Regions from separate parts of the Dromaius novaehollandiae genome. Here region 2 is linked to region 1. The links are chromatin contacts, called in public Hi-C maps. All regions are on one chromosome and are shown on one strand. The core of a region is the stretch at or near the end of the contact, and the rest is flanking DNA. Distances in the headings are between cores, read along the strand shown. Region 1 holds the start of RPL3 (ribosomal protein L3). Region 2 holds the start of LOC112983553 (extracellular serine/threonine protein kinase FAM20C-like).

Region 1 (6,161 bases), core at 1,320-3,819:
TAGCATAACCCGCAACCCAGCAAAACAGCAGACTGTAGAGTGAGATTAAGGCAACAAGCAAAAGCCCCTCTCTTACCAGTTCTTGTAGAAGCGACGCTTACACTCATCACTGATGTGCTCAGCAAAGATGGTCTTGAAGCTGCGGAGACCGCGGGGAGTCTGCACATAGCCCACGATGCCTACAATGACCATGGGAGGAGTCTCTACTATAGTGACTGCCTCTACCACTTCTTTCTTGTTCACCTCTGGATGAAGACAGAAATATAGTATATCAATTAATATCAGTATCCGCTATTAAACATCCTCCCATCCTTCACACCCCCAAATGCTTGATATCAAAGGTTGAATGAGCCATGTTCTCTTCACAAAGGCCAGGAAGATGCATGGTAAAATAGTCGATGAATACAAGTAATAATTAAATGCCTTACAGAAATTTGAGGCTGGCTCAGCAGCAGACATGGACAGAGCCTGATAGGCAAAATGGATGGTAGCTAGTAACAGAACTACATTCAGGACTCGACAATCAGCAAAAAAGGCCAAAGGCGATTTACTTATGTCCGCCCATCGAGAAGAGGTCATCATTAGCAGCTTGTTACAGTACAGCTAAACCAAGCCATCAGCTCAAGCACACCATCAGGCTCCTCTGCAAGTCACCATGCATCTCAAACAGGACCATTAATAAGAAAAAACAAGCACTGCTAGACAAAGTCTTCACACTAGGACATCATTCACACTGAAGTGGGAGGGGCCTGGGTGTTTTACACCCTTCCTCCCACTCAAAAAGGGCTTGGAACTAGGTGAAGACAAGCAAGGACTAAAATCCAGAGATACCTATAAGCAGGTTATTTTTCAGCATTTGTAAGAAAAAACCTAATTCTCCTATTAAAAGGAACATATATACATACTGGATCCAGGCCTGTCAACTTCACGGACAATGTGAGTCATGCCAGCCTTGTACCCCAAGAAGGCAGTGAGATGGACAGGCTTGCTGGGGTCATCCTTAGGAAAGCTCTTCACCTTGCCCCGGTGCCTACTACTGCGCTTGCGGGGCAGGAAGCCCAGTGACCCATGCCTGGGAGCTGAGAACTTGCGGTGAGACTAGGGAGAGAAAATGAGCTTTTAGTGCATGTTTCAGAGGTCCACTTCTCCACATTCAAGGGCTAATTGCCAATTTTCTTCTTGCATTAAACAAACACTACATATAGACACTTTGCATTCTAGAAATTCTTTTTAACATCAGCTGTTTAGCTTGTTAAATCCATTTCAATATTGTCATAATACTGCTATCCAAATGCTTCAACTACACTTCTTTAACATCCCCTCCCATTCAGCCCTAATTTAAGAAACCAAGTGCCACTAGTAATGGAACCGTGCAAGCTGTTAACATGGCCACAGCATGCCATCCTGATTTCAATGCACCCCAGAAGCTGAGAAATAGAGAAGCATAAATAGCCTTATGTTTTAATAAATAAATATTAAAAAACTCATTACGAAAAAAGTCCAGAAAAATTCTAGAAAAGCTGCAATAAAACAGCATTTTAACATCCACCCTGAGCTAGTTGCTTCAGGTTAGAATGCAGATATTTCAAACATGTTTTCTTTAACTACCAACCCTGCAGTCTCACTCCATAATATGAGAGCTAAGTTGGATACTATTCTGAGAACTCTCAGCCCAAAGAACTACCCATCCAACCTCATCTCTGAATAGCAAGAAAAATTATGCAGTTAAAAAGGAGCAAGCAATCAATACCAGGGAAAACTGAGTAGTAGTTTTTCAAGAAAAAGCTACATCAAGCAGGAAATAATTTACCACGCTCAAAACAAACTGTTTTTATGACTAATTGCAAAACTTGTGCTCAGGCCCAGCCAAATCAAATTTTGACACCTATATTAAGACTGAAGACTCTTAGCACAGTACCTTCGCATGTTATGTATACATATAATGTATACATACAGCAGAGGCACTGCTTCGCATATTACATTACATATAACGTTACCAAGCAGGAGATCTGACCTTTTTCAGTAAAACCTGGTGAATTCTATCACTAGAGAGACTCTATTGCGTCTGCAGCCCTGCCATGGCCTCGCTGCAGTACCAGGAGCAAACAAGGGAGCAAAGTCCCACTCTTCACGCGGAGGCTCGGCGCCTCCGACTTGGAAACACACCAGGGCCAGACCACCGGCACCAGCAAGACCTCACTTATAGCAGCTCTTCAAAAAAAAATATATATATATTTTTTGAACTAAAAGGCCACCGGGCACCACCACGGACAAAGCCACCCTCAGGCGGCGGCGACCCGCCCGCCCCCGGCCGAGCGCCGAAATGAGCCCTGCGCCGCTACCCGCGGGGCCCCCGCGCGGCGGGAGCCGGGCCGGGCAGCCGCCGAGGACCGGGATGGCGGCGATACGCGACGGATGGTGAGGCCAACCGGGCCGCCCTTTCCCCCCGTCCCCCGCAGCACCAACCATCTTGCCTCCGCGCTGCGCCGGAAGGGCCTAAACAGCCCGCGCGCGTCCTACTTATAGGCACCCCGCCCCCATGGGGCATTGCGCAGGCGCTTCCCCCCCCCCCGATCTCGCGAGCGCGCGGGATGACACGCGCTACGGGTGGAGAATGCGGTCAAAGTTCCCGGGACCGCGTTCTGCCACGGGGCGGAGAGGGAGGGCAGCGCCCCGTGGGCGGCCCTGCCGCGCCCGGCGGGGGAAATCCGCTTTTCTCCCGCTGGGGAGAGAATTAGCGAGGCGAGAGCCGTGTCCCCTTTCTTTGGCAGGCAGCGGCTTTTCCGATCCGCAGGCCGAGCATGCCATCACTGTTTTCTGTGCTTCTCAGTGCCATTTACAGCTGCTGCGGGGAGTTCAGTGAGCCCCTGCCTGACCATCATTTGCTGCTCCTGGTGCTGCTGGGCAGTTTTGCCCCCCTCAACCCACCCACGAAGGCTGCTGCCACTCGTAACAGCGCTGCTCGCTCCGGAAGAGCCAGCAGTGTTGTCTGGGTGCCTGGCTCTGTTTTCGGAGCCCCGCTTTTCCCCACTCGGCATTAGCTGCCTCCTTGCAGTATTTTGTGTAGCCACTACAGAGAAAAACAGACATGACCCCACCAGCACTATAATTGTCCGGGGCAGGTTGACCTTCACACTTTGACCCCTAAACTTTTAATGCATCTGTGCTGCAAGCTGGTTTGTCTCTTTAAAGTGAGACATCTGGTGACATAAATAAAAGGTTAATGTCTCGTAGTCCTTCGCTGGCCTGCAGAGAGCTGGATTTGGCTTGGCGTCTGCCCCCTGGATGTTAGATGGCTTTGTGCCAGCGCATCTTAGACCGAAGCACCCTAGAAAATTGCCCTACATAAGTGGTGAGGGTTGGCGCGAAGACGAAATGGAGCACGGACGTGGCAAGTAAAGACCGTTTTAATAAAATGAGCGATCTCGCTGCTGGCCCAGGAGCTGCCTGAAATTTCCTTCCCGTGTTAACCTGCCTTTCCCAGTTCTTTCATTCAGGCCTGCCCCCTTCCTCCCACCACTGGCCTCCGGGGCTGGCCTGGTGTTTCCCAGCCCTGCCATGCGGCTCCCCCTTCTGCAATGCCACCGGCTGTGTTGTCACGACCCCGGCAGGGTGAAGGTTTCCAGGCAGGTGAAGGGCAGAGCCGATGGCAGGCCAGCGCGGGAGGAGGCCTACAGCCCTGGGGAGGATGGGCTCGGTAGTCAGCCGGAGCCCACTCTACCATGTCCTGGCTGCCCTGGGGCAGGAGAGGGGCCTCCCCGTGGCTGGAGAAAGTGGTGGGAGAAGCGGGGCCCGCGGGCCTCAGCAAAGCGGGCTCACCGCCGCCACGCTGCCTTTCTCTGGCAGGTCTGCGCAGGGGCCGCGGAGGTGCTGCTGGGAACCACGTGCCTGGCGGGGGCCCTGCTCTCCTGGGGGCTCCTGGTGGGGGCACGGGCATGTTCCCTGCAGGCCACAGGATGCAGAGTTGCCTGGGTCTCCCCCTGCCACCCCAGGCCAGCGCCCTCAGAGGCCATTGCTTCTGCCCTCCCTCCAGCCATGTGTCCCCTGAGCCACCACTTCAAAGGCCCATCTGCCCCCACCTTGCAGGGCTTCTCCTGTCCCACCAGCCCGCCGAAGCAGTGGTGAGTGGGAGGGCAAGCAAGGGCTTGGGCAGGCATGGCTTGAAGGGCATGGACATCCTCCTGCACATGAGGCTCCGGGGGATGCAAGGACCCGTGTCTGCTCAGCGCTGATAGGCGGTCTGCCTCATCTTCGCTGTGCTCTCTCTCCGTCCTTGTCCTCATCATCCACATGAATAAGATCGAAGAGCTGAATGCACAAACTCCTTATGTGTTCATAGCGTTGTATTCAGGAGAGGTGTCCTGGTGCCGAGACATGAACTCCCGTTTTGATGGAGAAGTCAAAATGCTTGAGATGTGTCATGCTATAGGACAGGTACCAGTAGCAAGGTGGGGCTTGTTTAAATGTGAGAGGATCTCAGCCCAAATCATAGGCTAGAGAACATGGGATACAAGTTTGGAGGCTATATCCTAACTTGTGATGGAGAGTGCGAAGCAGGGAGTGGGACTTGATATACTAGGCAGCCACAGAGAAGCAATGGAGTATAAGAAGAAGCTGAAGTAGAAAGACTACAGGGTGGAGGGAGGGAGGAAAGACATCAAGAAGAGCAGAATTAGGAGGAACGGATGTTCTGAAGAGGAAGGTGCTGAAAACAGTGAAGATATGGAGGACAAAAGTGATGTAAAAGGAGAAGACAGGCAGGAAGAAAATGAGCTGGGAGGAGGAGAGGACAGAGCAATGCAGTTTTCTAAGGGAGCATCCCTGCAGCACCAGGCTGGGTGGCATGTTGAGAAAACCTCAGACCATCCTGATAAAGAGGGGGCTCATACTGCAAAAACCATCATCACAGCTGGGCACTAACCTTGCTGTGTGCAGAGAAAGAGGCAAATGAAAGAAAAAGTGCCATAAGCAGAACGAATAGGAAGGTGTTTGAAGGTCACAAGAACCTGAGTAAGCTGAGTAAGCAGCATCTGGCAAGAGAAGGAAGAAGGGAAGCAAAAGAAGCCGCTCTCATTTCCAGCCAGCATTGTTAAAATCACACAGTAGAAATGTGATATCCACCTCAACTTCTTCATTTATTGTTGCTGCCAATCAACATAAATGTCCATCTGTCTATTTAGCAACCTGTCTGTCTACCTGTGTCACTGACGCAGCCTCCAAAGCTTGGTTTTCAGTAGGCAATGTGGTTTTGCAGAGGGTAATTTGTCTCTCACCTGTTGAAGTGGACTTTACACACATCCATGCATAAGTGCTTTGGAAAGAGAATAGTGTTGGCATGGTCCTCCTTTCTCCTGCTTGCATTTTGGATGGCGAGGTGAGGTGCAGGAAACAGTCTGAGGCTCTAGTACAGCCTAAGTCTGAAGGGAAAGGTTCTGTTTAAGGCTTACTCAAGAGCATGTTAGCATCTTCCCTTTTTTATACATAAAAAAAAAAAAGAAATTACAGGTGAAGCTCTCCTCCCTTATCCCTGTTCTCTCTCTCCCCCATACCTTTCTCTCCTCCCTCTCTGGTGAAAGAACAGCCTGGGAGCCCAGATGTGCCAGTAGTAGCAGAAGCCCTCAAAGGCAGGTGGTCATCAGAGGCCAGGTAGCAAGACCTGGTGCAACTGATGCTGAATTGTGTTTGTATTTGAACAGTAAACACGAACCTAGGAAAAGGAAAGGCTGTATCAGTGCACACTTCGCTGATGTTACGCTAGCTGTTAAGTTGCCCACCAACTTTCATGAGAGTGGAAAAAGCAAGGCAGAGGCAGGCTCTGTTGCTGTAAGCTCTGTTACTATGACACTGAAGTGTGATGGCAGCTTTATGCAATGCTGTCCACGATGTCATGATGTAACTGAGTTTGTCTTGCCAGCTTTGAATTGGCTGAATTTTGTGAAGTGATTTAGGACATATTTGATTTTCTTCCACTGTTGCCCCTACAAAATATACTAACCAACCAGGAAATATAAAAAGAGTCCTGAATGCCTTGGTTAAGAGAATGCTCATCGAAGCAAATAACTCTTTCCTTAAATGAAATTTGCGAGAAAGGACCCTGAAAAAAATTACATATAAAATAGCTTGCAGTTTGTTGAAAATTTACATGTATGCACTTACATAAA
Region 2 (6,161 bases), core at 1,652-4,151, 170 kb before region 1:
CAAGGGCCAGGCACCAATGTGTGGCTGAAAGAGAGTCAATGCGCCTGCAGCCTCGTCTCTCCCGCTAAGCAAAAAGAGGAAAGCAGTGGCCTGGATTTAGACCGCAGCCGTGAAACCCAACCGATGTGAAGGGGCCGGCAGGCAGAATTGCAGGAAGAAAAAAAATCTGTTTCCACGGTGCCTTTTGGAGTGACCCCACTGGGCCAGCAGCAGGACAGAGAGAGGACAGGAGGTTGCAGTGGGGTTTATCGGTGCTGATAAGGAACAAGCTGGTAGTGCCAAGGTTAGAGTGAACGGGGCAAGTTCCAAATTGATAGCAACAAGTGGCTCTGTGACAAGAATGGCCACAGATAACCTGTGCACCGGAAAAACCCTGCACTGCCCCATCCCTCTGTGCACTCATCAAGATAGGTCCACGAAACATTTCTGGACATAAAGGCCCAAAAGCTGTTCTGCCTGCCTCTGCAACATGCACCCTGCCCAACACTACATGGCCCCATGCAAACTCTCTTTCTGTCCCCTCCTCAAACACCTCTGCACCACTTCCCATGCCCAACACAGCAGCTAGGCTTCACCACATTTCTGTCTGCACAGTTGTAACCCAGGAAAGACTTCTGATCCCACTGCTCAGCCAAGCTGATGTTACCATCCCCTCCAGCTATACAAGGTTGCTTGTACACAACCCCCTTTCAAATGCCACTCAGACTGCAGAAATGAAGGTCTGACATTGCTAGGAGGGAAAAGCTGGGTTAGCAGCTGCCCGTTGGGGTGAGGTGCATGAGCTGGGCTGCTCTAAGGACCTCTGAAGTGGATGAGAGGAGCCCAGCAGGCAGGAGCAGGGAGTCTGCTGGGCTGCCTTGGGGATGCTGGAAGTCAGCATGGAGGTGCAGCAGCCAAGCTGGGAATGGGATCTGATGCTGGAGACATCAAGGCAGTGCTGCAGGGCTGGACACAGGTGCTAGAAAAGCTGTCATGAAGCATTTATCCCATACCTGCCATTCAAGCCACTTCATTGCTACTGAGTTTTCCACTGCAAGAAGTGGAAAGCAACTGGGGGGCAAGCACGAATCAGGAGCAGGAAAGCAAGCAGGGCCAAACATATGCCTCAAATAGGATTGCTGGGGAGGACTGGCAGCTTTTGGAAGGGAACTTTAGCTCATTTTTACAAGAAAATCACCTTTCCAGTGAGATACAGGGATGCAGAGCTGAGCTGCCCAGGCAAAAACAGTAGGTGACTAGGAAAGGAGGGTGCTTCAGATTTGTTAAGGGATAAAGAAGTGTAGGACCACAGGGTCAATGCAACAAGCACTGGACTTGGACAAGCCTGGGGACCTTGGATACAAAGTTGGAGGTAACGTTTTTCTCTTCTCAATTTCTCCGGTAGCAGAGGATGCAGGAGGAACGTGAAATCCTGCCTGTTGGGCAACCCATGCTGTGTATCGGGAGGCAAGCGAGGAAGGGGTAGGAGGACTGGCCTGCAGGAGGGGGTATGTTGGAGACCCCCTCCTCTGTCACAGGTCCTGCGGCACACTCCTGTTCACGCCACCCTCTCCCCGCACGCTCCGCGACATGCTGGGCCCCCTCCCACGCGCGCACACTGGGCAGGCATGGTGAGAACGCAGCGTTCCCAGCTTGCCATGTCCCACGGTGCGACAGTTGCTTGGTAACCGCCTCCGGCTGACACTATCGGCCGCCCCAGATTCAGCCAACGCTGTTATTTCCTTCCCCTCATGTTGAGCTAACAACATAGCTGATAGTAACCAAACCCGTCCCGTCCCCCCCTCTCATCTGAGGGTAAATGCATCCCTCCGTGACTGCAGGTGGTGTTTGGAGGAGGAGAGCTTTCCAGCTCGGCAGGCGATCTCACAGCCCTGCAGACGGAGCCGGGTGGAAGGGAGCAGATGGCTTCCACAGGGAAGGGAACACAGTGTCTTCCACAGGGAGGCTTGCTGGATTCAATCCGGATGTACTTTTTGGAAAGACAGTGCCTCGGAGGGGTTGTGCCTGGAACACAGAATTGTTAGGTCATTGCTTAGCGAAAACATGTGCTAATCGCTTGCATCAAAGGAGCTGGGCTTGGCTCTGGGAGCAGGGCCACAGATTTCTTTATTCTGGAGCCAGCTCAGGGACAGATAGGGAGAGCAGGAGACCTCCCTCCTTCCAGAGCCCCAGAACTGCCTCCAAAGTGGGCTTGGGGGAGAAATGGGGGATAGAAAGCTCTCTCTCGTGTCCTAGAGCCTGACTGAGACAGGTCTCTGAGGGAGATGGCCTCCCTCCTTGCCCCAGGGCTGATGTGTGCACAGAGACTCCACCCCAGAGAACCCCCGGTCTAATCTCCACTGCATGGGTTGAAGCCACCCTGTGGACCAGGAGTCCCATTCCCATGCTAAGGGGTTTCATAATCCTTGCTCCAGCACTGGAAAGCAGAGGAAGCATCACACTGGAAAGCAGAGGAAGAGGGAATAGGTGGGCACTTGCCACCCTTATCACTTCAATGCCAGCATTAAATATTAACCATAAGATTTTTTCAGCGAGTCAGATGTGGGCCTGCAGTGACAGGAAGGAGATGGAGAGCTTCAAAGCCAGCCCTGACTGTCTGACAGCATGGCAGCGTACCTCGTTGCCATGACATCATCGCAGAGAAGCAGTTGAATTTTCACCTCTTTCTTCCTATCTCCCCCCACTTCCTCCATCTTTCTAGCTCCTTCCCCCTCTTTCATGGCAGGTTTGAGTCACCTTTGGGATGAAGGAGGAGCCATACGTCTGAGGACATTTCCACTTCTGGCACAGAATCACGACTCCCTGCCACGCAGTCCGACAATGATGCTGCCCATCGCCCCTCAGCAGGGGAGTAAGTCATCACAAAGTGCAGCCCTCTGAGCCGGTATCGCAGCACTCCAGTTTTCTGGGTCAGACAGACAGGAAGGGTCATTCTGGCTGGCACCAATGCATCACCCTAAGATTTTCATCTCCTTTTCCACATCTGACCAGTCTGGTGCTTTGATGAGTAATGGCAGCAATACACAGGTGGCAAAAAATAATATAATATAATAATAAGAAAGAAATAAAAAGCAGGACACCTGTTGCCAACTCCCCTCACTTTTTGCTGAAAATCTCTAGTAAGCTGTGGGAAGACTGCACTTTTGACTGTTTCACAGTCAAAAGCAGATAGGCGCCACAGGCCCCAAAGCACTAGCTGCAGAGGGGATACTTGTAGGAAAACATGGCAAGACAAGGGACCATCTCTGATCTGTGTACCGTATTTCACTGTGAATTGCAGATATGTCTTGAAGTTTACAAGTTCCACAATGAAAGAAGGGTGAAAGTCACTTTCTGTAATACATGGAGGCCAGCACAGCATGATTCAACTTGCAAAGGGCAGTAACACTGATCTTAGTGAATACTTGCCTGACAGCAGGGGGCCCTGACTTACATAGTTCAATTTTGGGAAGCTGAGGTTTACACTTCTACCATATAGCACAAATGACAGGACAGGACAGGACAGGCATACAAACCAGCTAAGATGGGCTGGCTCTTCTGTGGCAACTTTTTGTGAGAAAGCTATTGCCCTTGGACATAGAAATAGCCTACCGTGCTTCTATGAACCACCTTACACTTGCCTTTGAGGAGTTATAATGGAACAGCTGACTCGCTGCAAATTCACACCTAACTCACCTCAATTTGTTTGCATGTGTGTACTTTGAGAAAGCTGAGAACCAGCCAACATTTGCCCATTGCAGATGCAGGTCACAAAGACATTAGTTTTGCTCAGCCGGCAGCCAAACAGATAACAGGCTGGCAGTGGGGCCAAAAGATTGCACGTTGAGGTAAGCAGCTCCCTCTCCCTATGATCATCTGCAGGTCAGCATGACCTGCAGGGATACCTGTGACCAGCATGTCTGTGCACATGCACACAGCAGTTAATTATTCATTAGTGTGAAAGAAGTGTGATTAAATAGGCTACAGAATTGTTGAAGATCATCATCATGCTCCAGTGCAGGGCATTTCAAAGACACTGGTTCTACCTTGCGCTCTGGACCTAGGAGTATAAAACACAGAGGCAAGTCTTAGAACAGAAAAACAGCTTCTCCCCCTGCCAGCTGGAGAAAGTGCTAGTCAACAGTGCTACCTTCATTTTAAAGGCAGCCAGCTGGAGTGAGACAACAAAGTAATCAAGAGTTACAGAAAAAAGAGAGCTCACAGAATTCGGATTCTTTTACAACACACAATGATGCTGGCACCACGGTCCATTGCACAGGGCAAATATTGTGGTTCCAGATACATTATACCAGTTTGCACATTCTCTCTGCCTTGCAAGTCCCTTCCCATCTGATCAGCAGGGAATTATGCAAGAGGATGCAGGGCCCAGCCAGCACAGATGGTCAAAATTTGAAATAATTTCTAGTCATATTCATATTATTCAATTCCTGGCTTATGGAAGAGCCCCTGACATGCTGACTGTTTTCAAAAGAATGAACAAAGGACACCTCTAGCATCACACTGAGGTTAGGAGAAGGAACAAAAAGAATTGTAAACCCCTCTACCAGTCTGATCCACTGCAGGCAATAATACAGAAGTGGTCCTCAGGAACTGAACTACGGACAAGTGTGGGACCTCCCATAAGACATGAACTGCCAACAGTACTGCTTGGTGGCATTCTCAGACGAAAGTCTGAAAATCAAAGAAGGCACAAATGCCAGACCCTAAATGGCAGATGAGGCACACTGACTGGGAAGAGTGCACAAGTACCTTCCCTTGCCGCTACACAGACGGATGTGTGGACAGAGGACTTTGGTCAGCAGCACTGTTGACCTGGCAACTGTCCTAGGCATCGTGACTTGCGCTGGTGAAAGGAACTGCATCGGGAGGGTGAAAGTACTTCTCTTGTATCCCAGAGTTGCCCAGGAAGCAGCATGCGGGGTGAAAGCTTCTCACTGGCCTTCACCTGAGCTACAGCCATTGCTTACTTATTCCAGTGTTTCCTGAACGAATTATCTTTTCTTTTTCTCTGTGTCCCCACCACCACTTCATTTCATTTTAGAATATGACAAACACAAAAAAGGACATTTTACTATTTTTTTATTGTAAAAACACAGTTCCCCAGAATTATATAAATATTCCATATACGTAAAATACAATTACGTTCACTCCATCCTCCAACACTGACAGCTTTAAAAAAATGACACAGGCTAAAGGAATGCAAGTCCAAAAAGACATTAAGTCTCTGATGACCAAGTGATTTCTCACATGACACCCCCAAGAACTGACAGAGAGGCAATCAAGCCTTATGAAGAATTCTCACCCACTCCCCAGACATCATCGACTGCCTGTGTTTTAATGCTATCTCAGTGTGCAGTGGGTGAGAAAAGAGGGGGTAGTTTGCATAGCAACCTCCTACACCCAGGCAGCTCAGCTGTCACACCTTCCCAAAGCAAGCAGGGAGGGGTATGCTAAGTCTGCTCCCCTGTAGCTAACACCTCCATGGATAACCCAAAGGGAGATCCTTGACACAACCAGTTCTCTATGGTCATCTCAGGGAGGAAGAAAATGCTGTTAACATTGGCATTCAGAAGAGAGACAGACATCGGTCAGAGCCATACCACGCAGTAGTGGGGAAGGCAGAGAAGAGAGAACACAGCGTGGAACAAGTGGGAGGAAAAACTCAGGGCTAGATAGCACCTTTTCTCTTTTACCTCCCCCTCCTAGTGCTGCTGTATGGCTTTGTAGTGTCTCATGAATTACCCATTTACCACCTCCTTCCTGCTTAGACTCAACCACCAAGGAAGGAGCCACAACCAGATGAAATATTCCCTGGACAAGGACAGGATAGCTTAACACACGCACACACACACACACACACACGCACCAACAATATATATCCCATGGGACTGGTACATCAGTATGAAAAAAAAAAACCTCAAAGTTTTACTATTAAAAATAAAGCCCCACCTCCAGATTGTACAAAACCTGTGAAGAGAAGGAAGAATCTCTTGTGTGCAGTGAGTCTGGGACCCAGCCAGATGTCATGAGCACTTCCAGACACACACAGCCAGGCTGCCGCCAAAGAACATGTATAGCAGATTCTTCACCTCGTGAGTGATCTCAAAGCCAAAGCCTTCCCCAATCACCACGTGCCAGGAGGACCCAAATTTCTTGTCCAT

What was found. Hi-C and Micro-C count contacts between places; a contact is called where the count stands out from the background.
Region 2: a Hi-C map of brain shows a contact between it and region 1, with 2.7 times the contacts expected there. The contact joins the promoter of LOC112983553 here to the promoter of RPL3 in region 1. A contact is called at or near these places in 2 of 4 Hi-C or Micro-C datasets (brain and ovary).

Annotation. Positions count from the first base shown.
Region 1 is chr1:53,339,938-53,346,098 of bDroNov1.hap1, reverse strand. It overlaps RPL3 (ribosomal protein L3), which reads right to left and starts at 2,569. Exons shown (of 10, transcript XM_026101867.2): 1 at 2,467-2,569; 2 at 906-1,098; 3 at 77-245. The coding sequence starts at 2,469.
Region 2 is chr1:53,506,907-53,513,067 of bDroNov1.hap1, reverse strand. LOC112983553 (extracellular serine/threonine protein kinase FAM20C-like) reads right to left here and starts at 2,901. Exons shown (of 11, transcript XM_026100742.2): 1 at 2,737-2,901; 2 at 1-2,004. It overlaps DNAL4 (dynein axonemal light chain 4), which reads right to left. Exons shown (of 4, transcript XM_026102735.2): 4 at 5,063-6,161. The coding sequence ends at 6,024.